Linked DNA regions of Zea mays: all the other regions are linked to region 2. Evidence: chromatin contacts called from public Hi-C data. All regions are on one chromosome and are shown on one strand. The core of a region is the stretch at or near the end of the contact, and the rest is flanking DNA. Distances in the headings are between cores, read along the strand shown. Region 1 holds the start of LOC100280351. Region 2 holds the start of LOC100285346 (RING-H2 finger protein ATL2L). Region 3 holds the start of dsy2 (desynaptic2).

The links. Hi-C and Micro-C count contacts between places; a contact is called where the count stands out from the background.
Region 1: a contact with region 2 is called in a Hi-C map of tassel, with 5 times the contacts expected there. The contact joins the promoter of LOC100280351 here to the promoter of LOC100285346 in region 2. A contact is called at or near these places in 4 of 25 Hi-C or Micro-C datasets (bundle sheath, ear, endosperm and 1 more).
Region 3: a contact with region 2 is called in a Hi-C map of leaf, with 5 times the contacts expected there. The contact joins the promoter of dsy2 here to the promoter of LOC100285346 in region 2. A contact is called at or near these places in 2 of 25 Hi-C or Micro-C datasets (ear and leaf).

Annotation. Positions count from the first base shown.
Region 1 is chr5:92,429,631-92,432,330 of Zm-B73-REFERENCE-NAM-5.0, reverse strand. LOC100280351 reads right to left here and starts at 1,377. Exons shown (of 9, transcript NM_001153277.1): 1 at 1,140-1,377; 2 at 731-954.
Region 2 is chr5:92,094,183-92,096,882 of Zm-B73-REFERENCE-NAM-5.0, reverse strand. It overlaps LOC100285346 (RING-H2 finger protein ATL2L), which reads left to right and starts at 1,390. Exons shown (of 1, transcript NM_001158238.2): 1 at 1,390-2,319. The coding sequence starts at 1,425. The coding sequence ends at 1,967.
Region 3 is chr5:91,733,880-91,736,579 of Zm-B73-REFERENCE-NAM-5.0, reverse strand. dsy2 (desynaptic2) reads right to left here and starts at 1,392. Exons shown (of 13, transcript NM_001319706.1): 1 at 1,300-1,392; 2 at 327-407; 3 at 1-46. The coding sequence starts at 356. It overlaps LOC103626702 (zinc finger protein CONSTANS-LIKE 3), which reads right to left. Exons shown (of 3, transcript XM_008647090.2): 3 at 2,561-2,700.

The DNA of each region.
Region 1 (2,700 bases), core at 128-2,627, 340 kb before region 2:
CTTATATATATAGAAAAAAGGAAAAGTATGTTTCGGGGCCTTCAATTCAAACTCCTAGCATCGACGGCTCCGAAAAATCAAATGGAATACTAGGAATATAGTGGCAGGAGTAGATGCTAGAGTCGTGGAAGCAACTAGCTCAACTGGTACAGCCTATGGCCCTTTTTCGTTTTAGGTTTTTTCCAGCTTTGCTATTAGAAGTTGGTGAAGGCATCTTAGCGTCCAACTTTTTAGCCTATTTTTATAATAACCACTTTAATCAAAAAATCATACAAAATCAATATAAATATAGAATGTGTAGATTCATTGTAATAATATAAAACTATCACTTTCTACTTTTAAAACTCTATATAATTTTATCTTCCTCTACACGTAATCCTCACCGCACTCGGTTTCTCTCTAAGTCCGATTTTTTTTCTATATCTGCACGACACTCATATTCTCTTTGCAGTCTGATCTTTTCTACAGCCAGATCCTACAAAAACTCCCCATAAAAAATTGAACCGGCCCTGTAGCTTACTCGTAGTCGTAGAAGCCTAGGCTACTCTTGCAAGGTAGTAGTACATCATCAGCACTCGTTTCCATCCACACGCATTTTGAATGACTCCCAGACTCCGAAGCTGTTTCTGTTCGGTGCCGCAAAGACGGAAGATGCCCATGCAGATGCAACTAGCCAGAGACCGAAGAAGGTAACTAAACGGGTGCAGTCTACACGCTACGACTAACTCACCAGTCCCACTCGGCGTCGATCTGGCGGAAGTCGACGCCGTCGGCGACGACGCGGCGGCGGCGGGTGAAGAAGAGCATGTTGCCGTAGCTGAACCAGAATTGGTAGGTGAGGCCGCGCGCCGCGAACAGCAGCAACAGGTGCAGCCACCAGGAGCCGAGCGGCAGGCCCGCCTGCTCCCGCCATTCTTGCAGCACCTTCCACACCAGAGGCCCCAGCAGCACGTACTGCATGCATGTGTCCAGACATGTCAAAGAAGTATCATGTAATTGTATTAAAGAAACAGGACCGATCGACTGCAAATATAGATTCACGTATGCGCGTACGTGTGTATATGGTGGACACGCACGCATGAAGGGATGCATATGCACAGAAAGGGAAGGAGGAAGAAGGAAGGGTCAGTCGTCGTTGCCTTGTACTGGCCGAGGCTTGCCCATGGCCAGGAGGAGAGGGGCGGAGGAGCCATGGATTCGCTCCGACTCTGGTTCTGGGGGCGGCCGGCCTTGAGGGATGAAAGAGGCCGCAGCACGGTGCACTGTCTGAAGTACTGGAGGAGGAGGCCAGCGGGGAGAGAGAAGCAGACACGTACTCCTATCCTGTGTGTGTGTGTAATGCAGTAGTCGTGTTTGGGCTGCTCTCTTCGCCTCTCGTCTCGTCCGCGCGCTCCCGGCCTGACGCCACGCTCGCCTCTACTTATGAGCAGAGGAAGGTGGCGGTGGCCAAAACAAAGACAGCCAGCGGGGCCGGCTCGCAGTCGCAGAGCAAAAAAAATCTCTTTAAAGGCGGCCGGCGACGGACATCCTGCACCGCGGAATTTCTCTGCCATTAATCGATCGGCAGCAGCCGTCGTCCTAACGATGGTTAGATAGAGAGAAGCACACGACAGTGGCAGGAGGATGCTTGTTCATCATCATGGTCGTTAGCCGTTGAGGTAATGAGGGCCGGCCGGGTCGCAGTCGCAGCGCAAGTCAAACGCTCGTTGCTGCTGGGTGTAGCCGGTATACTACACGCGTAGAGAAAGAGAAACCGACGTGTGCAGCGCAGCCATGATGGCGCGGTTAGTTGGCGAATGGCAACTGGCAAGCTATATTATGGGCCGGCGGGCGGTGCCGCGTCCGTCCGTCCTTCCTTGTCCGGCAACGTACGCACGCACGCACGCGGTGGTTGCAGCTCGATCGACGACGACGTGGTCGGCGGGGCGGTCGGTCGTCGGGAAAGCAGAGCGCCATGGAGTGGAGGGACGGACGACTGCCGGAGCATGCATGGCTCGCCATGCCGTTTGTGACCAAGACCGGTGGAAGTGGAACTGTGGAGGCCACCGGTGTCAGGGGTCAGGATCAGCTAGCAGCGCCGTCTGTCCGACTGGTTGGGCGCGTTGCTGGCCGATTGGTTGTTTGCCGCAGCCGGGCGGGCAGTTGGCTGCTGGATCGCGCGCGTGCCTGCCGACGGTGGTACTGACTGGTAGGCTCCCTAGCCGCGCGCGCGCGCGCATATGGCGTGCACTTGCGATGTCTGGCCTTGAATGAAAGGGAAAAGGACCGGTGGCGTGGATCGGGCGAGGGAGGAGCCGCCATCGCCCCCGCGTGTCGATCGTACGCACGTATATCGTTCGTCGATCGTCGCCTGCGGGCCGTGTACACTACACAGTGCTAGCTCGGGCGGACCGCGCGTACGTAGCGTAGCGTACGGACCTGTATGTATTATTGCTGCACGCTATTACAGTATGCCAGAGTCACTCAGACCACGCATGCATATGCGGCCGGCCACGCACGGCCTCGCATGTGAGCCGACCATGTCTTGTCGTGCTCACACCGGCCCCCGCAGCCTGCAGCTGCAGAGCAGCACGGCCGGATCGGAGCCTACGCCCGGGAAACCGAGACGGGGGCAGTGCAGTGGTGGCGTGGGCACCGCGCGCGGCGCGGTACGAGTACGAGCCGTAGCGACAACGACGCCTGTACCGTCCCCGCCGTATG
Region 2 (2,700 bases), core at 141-2,640:
ATACAGTAAGTCATCATATTGTGAAATTTGATACTAACGCACATATGAGGTGCATCTGGATTTGTCCTTAAATCCGAGTCCGCAGAAGCTCGACTGACCGATATGGGGTGGCGTGTGGCTAGCTGTTCGGGGACAAGGCTTGGCCAGCTGATGGCAGGGCACGGCCGAACGGGGGCGTCAACGTAGGGCACGACCATCAGTAGGGCGCGACTAGCCATGCTCACATGGGAGTTGGGACAGGGCACAGGTGCAAGCGCAAGCGCACCCATGCCGGTGGGGGGAGCTAGGCGCGCGGGGTTGAGGTCTCGTCGGAGCGAATCGACGCTTGCGGTTTGGGCTCCAGTGGGGCTTGGCGGCTTCCCTGCGCTGGTGCATCAGAGCAAAGGGCGACAATGACGAAGGAAAAGAAGAAAGGAGTAAAATAAAAGCGAACAAATCGTTATTTCTAGGAGGAAATGTGTGTCATATTCATAAGCTATTACGTGTAGTTAACAAAGTTATATCTAATACAAAAGGACAAAAATCTCCATACAATTTATTGAGATTTTACCCATAGTTATATTATAAAATTGTGATTTTACGCATGTTGGTGTTTTCCCAGTACAAAATAGGAGGATATTTCGGACCTTTTCATCTATTGTTTTCACTTTTTATTTTTAATTAATAATTCTGATTTTCACTAACAGTGTTGAGAGAGAGACAAACAGTAGCGTTATTTTCAAACATATGAGTAAAATCATAAATTTAAAAAACAAAGGGTAAAATCATAATTGCATGGCCAGTGAGGCAGCGAGGGTAGAGTCACAATTATCGTTTATTTCTGGCGATATGGAAGGGCCGTTGAACTGTATACTTGCAGTCCTCCATCAATTTGGTGAATCTAGAGCAAAAGATCCATGGTGAAGCTAATAATGTTTGGTTAAAAATGAATCTGATTAAATTTTTGGTGAATCTCAAGCTTCCCAAAAATCAAAGGTATTCGATTTTGACTAAATATATATAACAAAATACTAATATTTATAATGAATACTTAACAGAATTAGATAGATATTTTAAATATATTTTTATAATCGAATTACTTAATAAATATTTTTATTTTTACTGTAAATTTAGCTAAACTTAAAAATAATTTTCATTAAACCTAAAGAAAATTTATCCAACACGTTTTCTATATCGGCAGTTAATAAATGATAGGGAGAATACTTTGACTCGTTTAAATAATAATAAACAAATCCTTTACAGGCGTCGAGCTCACGGGCACGGCAAACCCGCCAACGTACCGAACGCGGCCAAAATACCGTGATTGGGGAGGGTCGGCCGAGCGGAGCCCCTGCCGTTCCAAATTCCAATTCCCGTCTTCTCTCCACCGATCCCCGCAGAATATTCCATTCCAGCCAAGGACGACGATCGCCTCATCCATCCAAATGGCCACGCCTGCTCCAGCCGGCGCCGCCATGCCCGAGCTCGCCCCGGGGCAGGGAAGAGAAGCCAAGCACGGGCGCGCCGGCGGCGGGCCACGCCAGAGCGCCGGCGCGCGCCTCCTATCGCTCTCCGTGCAGGCGGCCGTGATGGCGGCCACGCTCGCGGTCTTCCTCGTCTTTGCCGCCGCGTCCGCCTTACTCCTCCTCGTCCTCGTCCTCGCCGCGCGCGCCTTCCGCCGCCACCACCGCATCACGTCGCTCGACCTTGCCCCTTCGCCGCCGCCGCCTCTACGCGCGGGGCTCTCGCCCGTCGACATCCGCCGCCTGCCGAGCTTCGCCTTCCCCTCCACGCGTGGCGGCTCCGGCGACGAGACCGCCGCCGCCTCCCCCTCGTGCGTCGTGTGCCTCGATGCCGCGCGCGCCGGGGAGCGGTGGCGCGCGATGCCGGCCTGCACGCACGCGTTCCACGCCGCCTGCGTCGACCGGTGGCTCGCCAGGACGCCTGTCTGCCCCGTCTGCCGCGCCGCCGTCGCCGTCCCGATATGAGCTAAGGCCGACGCCGCGAACCTGCCCACGCGTGCCCTTCGTCCTGGTCGTGTAGTCATGGAGGCCGATATGAGCGGTGGCTGTTGTAAAGAAGAATGCGGGGGAAAGAAAAGAATGAACCCACGAAACCTTACCATCGCAGATACAGTACTTGCTATTTTGAATGCCAAAACTCCTCCTTGGATTGCAACATGTTACTTGTACATTACATGCTGCATTGGGATCCAGCATTAGAATTGGATGATCCAGCATCAGAATTGGATTTGATGTGATACTTGTGCTAATGTGCTGTACAACGATATTGTATCGCAGTGAGGTAGAAAGATTGGAGAAATTGTTAGAACTGATGATTATACTATTGACCCATTTATTTTCCAACTGCTAACTGTTTCTTTTGGTCGTCTTTCCGTTTTGGATTACCGCTGCCAAACCGGAGCCTGTGATTTGAAGATCTCGTCCTTTCAGATCGCTCCCGTGCAATGAACCTTACATGTCCTTTGTGCAGCTCATGTTTACGTTTAACCAGTGCAACTGTGCAATGCAAGTGGTGCACCCTAGCTCGTAGTATCATGCGGACTCCATCTTGAAAGCTTCTTTGCAGACTCTCCGTCTGTCCCTTCAGGATCTGAAACCTTCAGGATTAGGGCTGGAAATGGATGTCTGGAGATTCGAATTATCCGTATTCGTATTCGCTAAAACTGCTAATATGGATATCCGTATCCGTATTCGATTT
Region 3 (2,700 bases), core at 143-2,642, 360 kb after region 2:
ACGGGTATTGGCTGCTGGTTAAACTCCAATGGTCACTCGAAGTAGCCTACACATTAACATGTATCATATGTTAACTTGTCAAAATACCACTCCCTCCATTCTACAATATGAGTCGTTTTGGCTTTTCTAAGTACATAGATTTTGCTATGCATCTAGATATATGCTATGTCTAAATACATGGCAAAAGCTATCTACCAAGAAAAGCTATAACGACTTATAATCTAGAATGTAGAGTACAAAATGGGGATAACCAGAGCTGAAAAGCTTAAATTAATAATCAGTGCACCCTACAAGGGTACAACATAGAAGAGGAAATTGCTACTCACTTTATGGATGTTTGGCAGCTCAACTTCCATTGGGGCAGCTACAGATATAACAATAATTTACAAAATTAACTACAGGTGAACCTGACAAATTGGGAAACAACTGCATGAAATAAGACTCTGAAAGCATCTTGTGTGATTAAATCAAGCTTCACAAATCACAGTCAAGTAAACGTCACTAATAAAACATGGGAAGAGGGATAGATTCAGCAGCAAAGTGCAGCAATATGAGCAACAGAGAAAAAAAAGATGTAAAAAAATAAGCATACTTCCTGCACATCAGCATTAACATAGGTGGATCATCAATGAATCTTGACTAACCAGGGAAATTAAAGCAGACAAATATCAAAGCAATATAACCATCAAATCCATAAACTAAAGCATAGAAATGACGCCTGAGGGAAATTAAAAGTAAACACTGTACATTGTCACAGAACCACTCAACCACACCATATGCATTTACCAAATCAACAAACTTATTAGCATTTATGGCATAGACCAGTGCATTGGGATACATTTCCACTCCAAGCTGATTTTGTTTTTTTTTCACTCGAATAACTGCTCTTGGTCCAAATTATGCAAATCACATATCACAGCTAGATTTGACCTGACCTCTGCAGTAAGACCAGAGATTCTTACTAGACCATTTCACACTACCCACGAGCATTAAAAGCATAGAAGCCCTTACCTACTCGGTGAAATAATTGACTAGTCCCTTACAAGCATATATTACAGTAGCATACCACAATAACGTAGCTGTATGAGGTAGCAGCGCACAGTGATCGTCTTCCTCAACCACGATCCACAGGGTGGAGACACTCTAATAATTATAGCAGGAAAATCGAATGTAGTAGCAATAATAGACGCATACAGTTTTAACTAGATCAGATTCGAATGTGAGTATCCAAATATCTTAAGTTAGGGTTCGGGTGCCCGGTTTCTCACTCCAGGAAGGGGCGAGACGGGGTGCACATACCTGGTTGGCTCCCGTCGCCTGAGAAAGGATCGGCGAAGTCCTAGAGAGGGGACGGACGAAGACCTGGGCACGTAAATTAGGGCGGCGGGCGGCGAGGTTGATCGCCTAGTTGCCGTCGCGAACGAGCGGGCGAGCGAGGGAAGAGAGCGCGCGCGCACTCGGGGTGAATGTCGGGAGAAAAGACAGGGAGTGAAGTCAGTGACTGACCGATCCCTAGAATTTTGCCTGGGCCTGGAATGGGCCCGAAAGCTGCCTTCTCTTAATCCCGTCAGCATGCCTATGCCCAGAAAACTGAAACTAATTGTCTCGTTAAAACGTATCCTCCCAGCCTCCCAGGGTACGCCGTACTTTTTTCAGCTACACTGTTCATAGGTATACATGTATAATTGTATATTCACATCTATAAACAATTAACACATGTAGCTAAACTCTATTTTTATAAACAATGAACCGAATTAACCCTTGTATCAAATAGAATGTTAGGATTGGGATGGAGGGTGCCCGGCAGGGATGAAAACATATACTTATTTGAATATTATCATCATCATTATTATTATAGATTGTGAATAAATAGGATATTCACATTCTTGTTTTTACCATAAACTTCAAATTTATCATATATTTTCTCAAATGATAGATATAGAATTCGGATCAAGATAAAGATTTGGTTATTTTTCACTCTTTTATTGTAAGGAGTAAATAATACATAAAACGATTTATACAAAATTTTGTTCTTATTTATAATAATGTGCTTGATAATATATTATATATAGGTATTATATTTCTTAAAACACTTTGGATATCCACCCTCATTCTAGATGCCTCGAAAGTCTCCTTGATGACTAAGAACTATCATTTGGTTGATACAAGGTTCGACGCATAAGATCCACGTCTGAAGCATGGACGTATCAATAATTCAATATGGACACCCATGGTACGCAGGATGGAAACAAGCATACTGCATACATACGTATCCTTATCATTCTCATGAAACATCAATTTGCATCAGCTAAATCTTTCTCCCTAACCTTCCCATACAAGTTCGATCGGCAGATCTCCTGCAAACCGCGTGTAAAAAAAAACTAACGTGCGCCAGCATTCGAACCATTCGCATACATAAACCGATACGTGCGCCAGCATTTCAAACGAACGCTAGGATCATAGGTTGAACTGCGTGCCAGCTAGGGGCTAAATCTGCCGACTGCCGTACGGAGCCTCGATACTCTCCAAAGTGGGAGTGGATTAAGCACATGCACGCAACTTGCAAATAGATCGAGAGGCCTTTCCAATTATAGCATAATACTACATCGATCAATCGAAACAGATGCTAAGCATCTCTTCCTGACCCAAAATTACACGGTACTACGTACTATTAGTAGAACTGGTCGCCCCAGCAAACAA